2 separate regions of the Pan troglodytes genome follow, and region 1 is linked to region 2. The links are chromatin contacts, called in public Hi-C maps. All regions are on one chromosome and are shown on one strand. Each heading gives the region's core, a stretch centred on a gene start, on an enhancer-like site or on the middle of the called end of the contact. The rest is flanking DNA. Distances are from core to core; before and after follow the strand shown.

Region 1 (6,022 bases), core at 1,737-4,236, 270 kb before region 2:
AGGTAGAGCCCACTAAAGGGAAACACATGTGGCAGATGCAGCCTCAGCCTTTATTATAGGGACTTAGTTCACTGAAGGATGGGGGAATTGTTATGGGAGTGTTTAAAGTGGTAAAATGGGAGGAAAGTCAACTCTGACAGGAGTGGGGTGAGAGGAATAACGGAGTGTTGGAAGGTGAGGTACTGGGGGCAAGGAGAGGGACAGAGGGAGGAGAGGGCTCTAGGGGAGAGGAGGGCAGGAGGAGGAGGCGAGGGCACCAAGGGAGCCATAGGCCTGGGGCCTGGGAGCAGGTGGGCTGGGGAGCTGGACGGTGCCCTGGGCTTCCTGGAGAAGCTGCTGCTCCGGGCAGACCTCCTCACTTGCGGGAGCCCAGTGCCAGGGCAATGATGAAGCCCAGCACCAGCAGGAACATGGCGACAGAGAGCAGCACTGTGATGACCACCATGCCCCCTGTGCGGGCCATACCCAGCCCAATGGATTCCACGTTCCTTCCTGTCAAAAGAGAGAGAGGGGAGACCACTGTGGGCGGGAGAGACCCCCAGCCTGCCTGAGGCTCACGGCCTCACACTCATCCAGCCAACAGACTGCCCAACCAGCCAGCCAGCCAGCCAGCCAGCCAGCCAGCCAGCCAACCAACCAACCAACCAACCAACCAACCAGCTGATGGATCCAAACACCCATCACATAGACATTTATGAAGCATCTCCTATGTCAGCCGCTGAGGAAAAGTTAAGAGGACACAGTCCCTGCCCACGAGGAACCTTTAGCTGAGTGTGCAGTAGCCATGCCGAAGGTTCCGTGCTAGGATAGAGGTAAGCAGGGGCCCCGAGGGCGCACGGGGAGGCACAGGCAACCCAGACTGGGGATGAGGCAGGAATGGTCAGGGAAGTGTTTGTGGCCGCTGAGATGGGAAAGGGAGGCGGGAGTGTTACTTACGAGGGAGTGTGGACATTGGGATCTCTCTGCTGGACTCAGTGGCTGTCCCCTTCTTCACTAGGTAGGAAATGCTTTTGTGGTTTGGGAGAGAGTAGAGAACCCTCAGTGAGTATCTGGGACTTACAGGAAGAGGGGCTCCAGCCTGGGCCACCTACCCTCACAGCTGTGTCTCCCCTATGTGCACTCCTCCAAGAGGCCCAGCTTTCACCCCCTTTTGCTGTGCCCTCACCCTCTCCTCATGCCCACCAGATCTCCCCCACACTAGCTTCTCTCTCTTCCTGCACCCCCTTCCCTAGGTGCCTCAGGCTGGACCCAGTACCTACTAGAATTTGGTTCCTGGCACGAGGTTTGTCACCTGGTATGCACTGAGCCGAGTGACTGTGAAGCCAGCACCACTGTCCACCACACTCACCAGTTCCCTGCGCCCACGGCACGGAGGCACCACAAAGCTGGACGTCACCACTGGGCAGAAGTTGGGGGAGGAGAAGACTGGGTCAAGTTTCTGGAGGCCCCAAGGAGAAGGGGCAGCTTTTAGAGTGTGGGTACCCCAGGAGACGGGTGGACAGGAAGGCATGAATGGGGAAAGGGGTGCAGAGGGTGTCGCAGGAAGGGGTCTTTGGGGACTAGAGGAATGCCTTGGGAGAAGGTAGCAGACCTTTGCTGTCATTGGCTCTCCGGACCATCAGTGTGGCATTGCCTCCTGTGAGGTGACAGGGGGGCAAGGCAACCAGCAGGCTCTCCGTTAGCGCCGGGGACAGCAGACCAGAGAGGCTTGAGATGTTGAAGTCTGATGGGAGGCAGGAGGGAGCTCTGATGGGGACTGACCCCTCCTGGCCAACAGATCTGGCCCGGTCCCATTGGAGCCATCTCCCTTTCCACTCTGTGAACCCTGGGCAGAACAGCCAGGCCTGTGCCGGTATGACCACCAGGTGGCAGGCTTGGGCTGCAGAAGCTGCACCCTCCACCAAGCGGTCCCCAGAGCCAGATCCTGGATGCCAGGAGTCGGGCAGCGCCCAACCTCACCCCTCCCTGCAGCCTCGGATCCTTGCCCACACCTCTCTGCCTCCTAGGTCTGGAGGAGGATCAGGAGTGTGCCCTGAGCCCAGTGTCTGATACCCAGTCACTGCCATCACCAGCCCTGACTCCCAACTGTCCAGACCTCTCTTTGAGAGCCCTGGAAGGTACAGTGCTCCCTGTCCAGGCCCCCAGCCCCCTTCCCACCCCTGCCAGAGATGGAAGAGACCTGCAGCCCCTGGGGACAGCACAGCCAGCAGAATCAGGATCAAGGGCAAGGTCCGGATGGGCAGCAGGGGTGCCATGCTGGGCTGGGAGGTGGAATAGGTGCTGGCAGGCTGGGGTTCCTGAGGCGAGTGAGGCCCTGCCCCTGGGGTGGCTGATTTTGTCCTGGGGGTGGGAGGGGCTGGAGGGGAATCCAGTCCAACCTGCCCCTTGGGCCCTATAGCCTCAAAGGGGTGGGGAGAGCAGACAGGTTTTTCAGGATGGGGAGCTGGCCCTCAGGCCAGGAGGGAGGATGCCCTGGCTGGGTCTTGATGGTGTAACTAAGGTGGGGAAAGAAATCACCCCTTCTTCTGGGACTCCTGTGCATAAGGCAGTGTTCCTGTGTGCACGGGCATCTGGAGACTGGCCAGTCCTTGGAGGACTGCTCCCCCGATGTGGTGGGGGTCTTTCCCCCACCCCTCAGAAGGGTGATGAGTTTGGAAGTTGCCCTGATATGTAGGAAGAGAACACTCCAAGGGGCTACTGAAAGGGCCTTGAGTGGGTAAGAATGGGAGAGAAACATTCTGGTGGGGAGGGGCAGCAGACCGAGGGTTTCAATTCTTGGAGTGCACTGAGGCTTAGGTACTGCTGCTCTGGGAGAGGCAGGGGCTGTGGGGGCCAGGGAGCACATGTGGTTTCAGATTCCTCTGGAGGGTGGGGATGAAGGTGGCCATGGAAGACTTCTGGAGAGACCAGAGAGACAGACATTGACCCTGGCCAGCAGGGGTTGGGGGTGGGCACAGTCAGCCTTGGGCAGCAACCATTTGTTGAACTGAGAATGAAGAAAAGAGACCTCGTAAGATAACATGAAAAAGAGACAGAACTTCCCTGACTGCCTCCTCCAGCCCTGGGCTACATCAGAAAGAAGCAGAGGAGTTCTGAGCAGAGGGAGAGGAGAGGAGTCAGGACTTCTTCTGGGCCCTGGGCAGGGGTTCTGTGTGCTCCATTGTAGCCCTACAGCCATCCTGGGTGGTAGATGGTACTGGCTTCCTTTTGTAATAGAACTGAGGCCAGGCACAGTGGCTCATGCCTGTAATCTCAACACTTTGGGAGGCCAAGGTGGGAGGATCACTCGAGGCCAGGAGTTCAAGACCAGCCTAGGCAACACAGAGAGACTGATCTCTATTAAAATAGAAAAGAGATCAGCCGGGCGTGGTGGCTCATGCCTGTAATCCCAGCACTTTGGGAGGCTGAGGCAGTTGGATCACCTGAGGTCAGGAGTTCGAGACCAGCTTGGACAGCATGGTGAAACCCCATCTCTTCTAAAAATACAAGAAATTAGCTGGGTGTGGTGGTGCACACCTGTAATCCCAGCTACTCAGGAGGCTGAGACAGGAGAAACACTTGAACCCAGGAGGTGGAGGTTGCAGTGAGCCGAGATTGTGCCACTGCACTCCAGCCTGGGCAGCTGAGTGAAACTCTGTCTCAGAAAATTGAGAAAGAGAGAGAGAGAGAGAAGTGGAAACTGAGACTCAGACACATAGAGTTACTTGTGGAAAGTGGAATACTTTGTCGGGAGAGGCTGTAGAACTTCCAGAAGCCTGAGAGCTGTACAGAGACTGTTGCTGTATATCTGTTTGCTCCACGAACTATTCTATCTTCCTCAGTCCCAGGGAAGCTTAGGGTCCTGGTAGGAATGTGAGGGAGGTTGTGTCCTTACCGCCAAGGTGGGAAGGGTAGGCTCAAAGTTTGGGGTGAGTGGAGAATGACAGTAAAGGAAGAACTCATGGGCCTAAGCAGAGAGTAGGAGGGTCTTACGCCAGTGCATCTCCAAATTTAATATGCGTATGAATTACCAGGGATCTTGTTAAGATGCAGCTTCTCATGCAGTCATGCAGTGGGTCTGGGGTGAAGTCTGAAATTCTGCATTTTTTTTTTTTTTTGAGACAGAGTCTCGCTGTGTCACCCAGGCTGGAGTGCAGTGGCGTGATCTCGGCTCACTGCAACCTCTGCCTCCCAGGTTCAAACGATTCTCCTGCCTCAGCCTCCTGAGTAACTGGGATTATAGGCATGTGCCACCACTCCCAGCTAATTTTTGTATTTTTAGTAGAGATGAGGTTTCACCATGTTGGCCAGGCTGGTCTCAAACTCCTGACCACAAGTGATCCACCCGCCTTGGCCTCCCAGAGTGTTGGGATTACAGGTGTGAGCCACCGTGCCCAATCAATTCTGCATTTCTAGTGACTTCCCCGTAACACCGATGATGCCGGTCTGAAAGGCCCACACCTGGAGTTGCCAGCTGCTCTGTATTGGTAAACAGCATCCCCACCCCCAGCTGGATCCTCTTCCACGGACATCAGGGATCAGGGCAGGTGTTCCTTCCCAATCTGCCCGAACAGGCTGCTTTTGGGTGAAGAATTTGGTTCTGTTTTTCCTGCACCTTGGCTTTTGATTCCACCACCACTGCACAAACGGAAAGAGGATCTCTTGCACATTAAGGACAACTTGGGAGAGAGGGGACAGATTAAATGATGGAATGCCAGGGTGAGGGGATCTTCCTGGTACTCCTCAAAACCTGTCACCCACCAGTAAGTTGTTTACACTTGAACTTGGGAGGTCTTTCTGCTCATTCACAACCCAGAAGCAGAAAGAAGAGGTTGGGTTTATTGCAGGGTGGGTTGAGTTGGGTCCACTCTTAAGCCCCCATCCCCATCTAAAATTATGAGTGGGACAGAGTGGAGTAGGGGAGGGCAGATCTCTGATCAGATTTTAAAGGGATAAGAGGGCCCTGTGCCTTTAAGCTCTCCCTTCTCCCTCCAATCCCCCCACCACCTTCCCCACCCCAGCCCTCCCCAGGTTTCTGGAGGAGCGGGGAGTTGCGTCTTCTCCCTGCCCTGCCGAGCTGCTCACTGGCTGCTCTGGAGGCTGTGCTTTGCGGTCTCCATGGAAACCATTAGTTGCTAAGCAACTGGAGCATCATCTGTGCTGAGCTCTCGCATCTAATTATCCCATCACAGCGGCCGAGAAGGGTTTGGGGAGCTGAGAGGAGGGGGAGGCCAAGCACAGGAGCAAGAGCATAACTCTTTTAGCAGAGCAGATTCATTGACAATGCTGAAGTCAGTTAAAGCCACAGCACCATGTTCCTCTGGAGGATTTCCCAATGGCTTGGAGTAAGGGAACCAGGGCCACATGCCTGAAGTCTCTGTCTTGGACCCACTCTTTCTAGGCTGTCTCCTCCTTGGATTCTTGATTCTAAACTCTCTTGAGTTCCCTCCCCTGCCTCCTTTCTTCCAAATCTCCTATTCAAGCGCTCCTATTGCGTACCAACTATGTCCTTGGAACTGCACTAGCCACCAGGGATATAAAGGTAAGATAAGTTTCTGGCCTCAGGGAGCTCTTAACAGTTCTAGTCTGCTCAGCCTAGAAGACTATCTCCTAAAACAAACTTCTTTCTGGACTGCGGCACCTTTTTTTTTTTTTTTTTTTCCACTTGAACTATGGCAGTTCTTCAACCAGGAGAGCTGGGATCAGAACCCAGGTCTGTCTGACATGCCCAGGGTTCTCCTTCCAGAGTGCCACTCTCTGCCTCCCAGTCAATTAGAAAAACATGTCTACTTGGCTGCATGGCCATGTCAGCCTCTGATGGCAGCTACTGTCCTCTTGTTGATGAGATACCATGTAACTTTAGGTGGACTTCAATGTTCTCACATTTAAAATGGAAGACTTGGCCAGGCGCGGTGGCTCACGCCTGTAATCCCAGCAGTTTGGGTGGATTACCTGAGGTCAGGAGTTTGAGACCAGCCTGGCCAACATGGTGAAACCCTGTCTCTACTAAAAATACAAAAATCAGCCGGGTGTGGTGATGCAT
Region 2 (6,534 bases), core at 1,948-4,447:
GCCTGGCTAACATGGTGAAAACCCATCTCTACTAAAAATACAAAAAGTAGCTGGGTGTGGTGGTGGGCGCCTGTAATCCCAGCTACTCACGAGGCTGAGGCAGGAGAATCGCTTAAACCTAGGAGGCAGAGGTTGCAGTGAGCCAAGATCGTGCCACTGCACTCCAGCCTGGGCAACACAGCGAGACTCCATCTCAAAAAAAAAAAAAATGTTTAATTTTATGTGTCAACATGGCTAGGCAAAGGTATCCAGATAGTTGGTCAAGCATTATTCTAGATGTTTCTGTGAAGATATTTTTTAGATGAAAATAACATTTAAATTTGTAGACTTTGAGTAAAGCAGGTTACCCTTCCTAACTTGGATGGGCCTTATCCAATCAGTTGAAGACTTTAATTTGAAAAAGACTGACCTCCCCAGAAGAAGAAGGAATTCTCTCAGCGTGCTGCCTTCAGACTTGAACTGCAGCTTCTTCCCTGTTTCTCCAGCCTGCCAGCCTACCCTAGAGATTTTGGACTTGCCAGCTACCTCTCAAACTCTCTCTCTCTACCCTCATCCCCCATATATGTATTGTTTCTGCCTAATATGGTCCAGGACCAGATGGCTTCATTGGTAAATTCTACCAAACATTTAAAGAATTAACAATCCTTCTCAAACACTTCCACAAATAGAAGAGGGGCATATTTCCTAACTCATGCTATGAGGCTAACATTACCCTGATATTAAAACCAGATAAAGACATCACAAGAGGGCTGGGCATGGTGGCTCACACTTGGGGAGAAACACTTTGGGAGGCCAAGGCGGGAGGATCACTTGAGGCCAGGAGTTCAAGACCAGCCTGGGCGACACAGTCAGATGTAGTCTCTACAAAAAAATTTAAAAATTACCCAGGCGTGGTGGCATGCACCTGTAGTCCTGGCTACTCAGAAGGTTGAGGCCAGATGATCACTTGAGCCCCAGGAAGTCGAGGTTGTGGTGAGCTGTGTTCATGCCACTGTATTCCAGCCTGGGTGATGCAGCAAGACTGTGTCCAAAAAAAAACAAGGAAAGAAAATTACAGTCAAATATGCTCTGTACATATTGATGCAAAATTCCTCAAAAAAATACTCGCAAGCCAAAACCAACAGTTTATTAAAAGGATTAGACATCATGACCAAGTGAGATTTATCCAAAGAATGCAAGGGTGGTTGCACAGCATTGTGAATGTAATAAAAGGAAATTGAATTGTACACTTAAAAATTGTTGACCAGGCATGGTGGCTCACACCTGTAATCCCAATACATTGGGAGGATGAGGCAGGAGGATTGCTTGAGCTCAGGAGTTCCACACCAGCCTGGACAACACAGGGAGACCCAATCTCTAAAAAATATATATATATTTTTTTAATTTAAAAATTAGTTGGGCATGGTGGCATGTGCCTGTGGTCCCAGCTGCTCAGGAGGCTGAGGTGGGAGATTCCCTTAAACCTGAGAGATCAAGGCTGCAGTGAGCTGTGATGGAGCCACTGCACTCCAGCCTGGGCAACAGAGCGAGACCCTGTCTCAAAAAACAAAGCAAACAAAAAAAACAATGCCAGCTGCCCACATTACTGGGTGGAGCTATCTGAACCTTTACTAGTTCAGAGTGGTGCCTGATTCATGAGTCATTTCTTTGCTTGAATAAATGGTTACATTTAATTTGTCTAAGGTTTTTCTTTTTAATAGCAGTAAACACTGCTCAGGTGCCACAACTGACATCCTTAACTGCAAACCTAAGTCCTTCAGGAGAGGTCATGCCTATCATTAAACTCCATGTGCCTTGCCCACCCCCTGTCCCCTGTCCCTTCAGCTCACCTTCCATATGTTGAGGGGATGAGCCTCCTAAAGTAACCGAATCTGCTTTTTTTTTTTTTGAGACAGAGTCTTACTCTGTCGCCCAGGCTGGAGTGCAGTGGCATGATCTCGGCTCACTACAACCTCTGTCTCCCGAGTTCAAGCGATTCTCCCACCTCAGCCTCCTGAGGAGCTGGGATTACAGGCACCCGCCATCATGCCCAGCTAATTTTTGTATTTTTGTAGAGACAGGGTTTCACCATGTTGGCCAGGCTGGTCTTGAACTCCTGACCTCAGGTGATCCACCCGCCTCGGCTTCCCAAAGTGGTGGGATTACAGGCATGAGCCACTGCACCCAGCCTGAATCTGCTTCTTAAGCTCACAAACTTCTCTGCTGGTTCCACTTTGGGGAATTACAAGGAATTACATTCCTTGGCTTGGCAAAGACCATTTCCAGACTGGTGCCAACATGTTCCTCCAGCCTATCTCAAAACCCTTCCCTGCATGAACACCAAGTTCTCTGCAGCTAGGCTGAGGGGTTTGCTCTTCTCTTCACATGCTCTGTATACATTGTAGTGGTCTCCAGCCCATTCCCTTGGCAAACTCCTATGCAATCATCAAGACTCATTAGGACTGGCGCAGTGGCTCATGCCTGTAATCCCAGCACTTTGGGAGGCCAAGGCGAGCGGATCATGAGGTCAAGAGATTGAGACCATCCTGGCCAACACAGTGAAACCCCGTCTCTACTAAAAATACAAAAACTAGCTGGGCGTGGTGGCGGGCACCTGTAGTCCCAGCTATTCAGGATGCTGAGGGAGGAGAATTGCTTGAACCCGGGAGGGGGAGGTGGCAGTGAGCTGAGATCACGCCACTGCACTCCAGCCTAGCAACAGAGTGAAACTCAGTCTCAAAAAAAAAAAAAAAAAAAGACTCATTACAAATGACACACTATTGTGGGTCTCCCTTAGTCCTCCCCAGACAGAATGGTTCTACTGTCCTGTGCTTCCACTGTATCTCTTGCAGATAACAGTGAGAGTCCCTGAATTTCACACCACACCAGGGACAGGATCTTGAGCCATTCCATCTGAAATGTTAAGGGAAATGGTAACTCTCTGAGGTTGGTGGTCTTGGGGCCACCCAAGGAACCTGGCATCCAGGTTACAGGTATGTGGCCTCGACTGTGTCCCTGGCCTTTGGGTGCCCACTCCCCACCCCCACCCCCATGCTCTGAGGGAAGGGCCTGAGCCATCGGCACCAGCTGAGATTGTGAAATAGAAGAGGCAAAGTAGAAGCAGGGGAGGTGGCCACTGTGCCCTGAGAGCAGGAGGGGCAAGCGGGCCACACACAGACCAAGCACACATCCCCTCAGGTGGCCACGCCTCAAAGGCTGGACTTTGGCCGACTTGGACAGGCAGGTGAGCCAGGCTGTGCCCAGCAAGCCGAAGGTGCCTGGGCTTGCTCATTCAGTCACAGTCACAGCCACCATGCCAGGGAGGACCTGGGAACTGTGCCTGCTACTGCTGCTGGGGCTGGGACCGGGGTCCCAGGAGGCCCTACCCCCACCCTGTGAGAGGTAGGGGTGTGGGGAAGGCAGCAGGGGAGGATGGCAATAAGAGGGAGGCTGGGATGAGATCTCAAGCTCTGGGGTTGGTACTTCAGAGGGAAAGGAAGAGATTATAAAGGAAGGAAAGAGTAGGGAAGAGAAGAAAATGAGAATTCCTATGTAGCAGGCTCTGTGCTGGGCACTGCACCTGCAGTCTGTTTTTTTTTTTGTTGTTGTTAAGAGTCTTGCTCGGTCGTCCAGGTGGAGTACAGTGGCACCATCTCCACTCACTGCAGCCTAGACCTCCCGGGTTCAAGAGACTCTTGTGCCTCAGCCTCCTGAGTAGCTGGGATCACAGGCATGCACCACCACGCCCAGCCTGTCATTGATTTTTACCAACATTTTCTACCTTTGGAAGGGACATTAGGCTTGGCGACTGTGCTGGGAATACAAGCGTGAGCCACTGCCCCCTGCCAGGACCTGCAGTCCTGATACCAGATGCAGCTGTCAGAGCCTGGCCTGAGGTCCAAGAGCCTGCTGGCCAGAGCCCGCCCTCCCTTCCTCTCCTCCTCCAAGCTGCCCCTTGAACTGTGCAGGCCTCTTCTGAGGATTGTTCTAGCAAACTTTCTGCTCCAGCTTCCTAGTCTGGGTGTGAGGGGCGGCCTAAGGGCCTGACCACAGCACCCGGGCTCGAGCCCTGACCCTAATACTCTCTCTGTGACCCAGGGCAGGTCAAGTCTCTTTCCTGAGCCTGAGTTTCCATCACCAGGGACAGAGATGAGTGACCCTGTCCTGTCTCCTGGACTCAGGCAATGTCCACCCTTCGTTCCACATGGATTTATGGAGCTGTGGCCACATAAGCCACTTTACCAGCTCCTGCAAGAACAATAATAATAGAAGAAAAACAGCTGGGCACGGTGGCTCACACCTGTAATCCCAGCACTTTAGGAGGCCAAGGTGGGAGCTATCATCTGAGGTCAGGAGTTCGAGACCAGCCTGGCCAACATGGTGAAACCCCATCTCTATGAAAAATACAAAATTAGCCGGGCATGGTGGCGCACGCCTGTAATCCCAGCTACTCAGGAGATTGAGGCAGGAGAGTCGCTTGAACTCGGGAGGTGGAGGTTGCAGTGAGCCAAGATCACGCCATTGCACTCCAGTTGGGGCAACAAGAGCAAAACTCTGTCCCAAATAATAATAATAATAGAAGCAAAACAGTAACAGAAGCACAGTTTGAAGTAGAGAGAAGTTAGGACCCGCTGGTGTGGGTGAGCAGAGGGTGTGTTAGAGAGGATGGGGAGGGACGGTGTCTCTGAGGAGGTGATGTGTGAGCAGAATTGTGGCAGGAACCATTGCTGAGCTGATCTGGGAGAGGACAGTCCAGGCACAGAAAGGGCCGTGCAGAGGCCCGGAGGCGCTGTTCAGGGATTGGGAAGAAGGCCTGTGTGATTGGGGCAGAGTGGGAACAGGTCCAGGGAGAGCGGGGCTCCAGGCAACAAGGTTTGGGCTTGGGCTCCAGTGGTTAGACTAGAGACAGATACAAGGGGTTCAATAGGGGGTGTGTGTTACAGGGAGAGTTGACAGTGCTTGCCCATGACAATTGTGGAGTATAAAGGGGAAAAGTGTACCTGGGATAATTAATAGGTTTTGTCCTGAGCAATTGTAATGAGGACTTCAGAGAGTCTGGGTGGTCCAGTGCTTTGTCAAGCATTAGGCTGTTTGCCAAATGTAGGGGAAGATGACTTTATTGGTGTTCCCTAAGACCAACCTCAGGCCAGTGATTCACTAACACTTCCAAATGGTTATACCATGATTATGGTTTCGTTTTTTTTTTTTTCTTTTCTCGAGACGGAGTCTCGTTCTGTCGCCAGGTTGGAGTGCAGTGGTGCAATCTCGGCTTGCCGCAACCTCCATCTTCTGGGTTCAAGTGATTCTCCTGCCTCAGCCTCCCCAGTAGCTGGGACTACAGGCACCCGCCACCACGCCCAGCTAATTTTTGTATTTTTAGCAGAGACGGAGGTGTTGCCGTGTTGGCAAGAATGGTCTCAATCTCTTGTCCTTGTGATCCGCCTGCCTCGGCCTCCCAAAGTGCCGGGATTACAGGCATGAACCACCGTGCCCAGCCTTGATTATGGTTTCTTACAGTGAAAAGATACCATGTTAAAGCCATCAAAGGTTAAATATTCTAGGGCCAAGTCCAGGAGAAAATAATCTCAATCTTCCAGTTTTTCCTCTCTCAGTGGATTTATATGGACAGCACTTGATTTTTCCAGCAATAACATGTGACAGCACACGTGAAGTATTGCCAGTCACAAAAGTTCACCTGAGTCTTGGTGTCCAGTGTTTTTATTGGAGGTCAGTGATGAAAGCGTGGACTACCTGTGTGGCTGACCTCAGTTACTCACTCTCCAGAGTTCAAACTGATACTGGGTGGCCAAAGGCCCCTGCCACAAATCACATTATCAGCATCAAATATCTGGCATGGCCCAAGGCCCCAGAAAAACAAAGACTTACCAGGCAGCATATTTCGGTAATTTAAATCTCATCTCTCAGGGCTGGTCACAGGCCAGAACTTTCTCTGAAATGTGCAGGGTTTGAACACAGCAGACCTGCTGAGTCAATCCTTTCATGCATAAGCCACTTCTTGTATAATGAGGAATTTGTTTCATTTTTGTCTTGGGTTCCTCCAAAGTAACCTCTAAGCTCTTGGAATCTCCCAAGTGATAGGAATGTCTGTTATTAATAGTGGTCCCTGATTAGTGTTTTTTTTTGTTTTTTGTTTTTTTTTTTTTGAGACGGAATCTAGCTCTGTTGCTAGGCTGGAGTGCAGTGGTGAGATTTTGGCTCAATGCAACCTCTGCCCCCAAGGTTCAAGTGATTTTCCTGCCTCAGCCTCCCAAGTAGCTGGGACTATAGGCACACACCACCACGCCTGGCTAATTTTTGTATTTTTAGTAGAGATGGGGTTTCACCATGTTGGCCAGGCTGGTCTTAAACTCCTGACCTCAAGCAATCCACCCACATTGGCCTCACAAAGTGCTGGGATTACAGGCATGAGTCACTGCACCTGGCCTGATTGCTTTTCGAGACAGGGTGTCACTCTGTCACCCAGGCTGGAGTGCAGTGGTGCAGTCATGGCTCACTGCAGCCTCAATCTCTCTGGGCTAGGTGATCCTCCCACCT

Evidence for each region. A called contact is a pair of places that touch in the nucleus more often than the background predicts.
Region 1: a contact with region 2 is called in a Hi-C map of induced pluripotent stem cells, with 3 times the contacts expected there. The contact joins the promoter of UPK2 here to the promoter of TREH in region 2. A contact is called at or near these places in 5 of 7 Hi-C or Micro-C datasets (blood, induced pluripotent stem cells, a lymphoblastoid cell line and 1 more) and 1 of 1 other capture datasets (stem cell-derived neural stem cells).

What each region holds. Positions count from the first base shown.
Region 1 is chr9:120,896,137-120,902,158 of NHGRI_mPanTro3-v2.0_pri, reverse strand. It overlaps UPK2 (uroplakin 2), which reads right to left and starts at 2,986. Exons shown (of 5, transcript XM_016922108.3): 1 at 2,180-2,986; 2 at 1,592-1,723; 3 at 1,260-1,398; 4 at 937-1,007; 5 at 30-492. The coding sequence starts at 2,255. The coding sequence ends at 356.
Region 2 is chr9:120,620,901-120,627,434 of NHGRI_mPanTro3-v2.0_pri, reverse strand. It overlaps TREH (trehalase), which reads left to right and starts at 3,197. Exons shown (of 14, transcript XM_054662761.2): 1 at 3,197-3,381. The coding sequence starts at 3,293.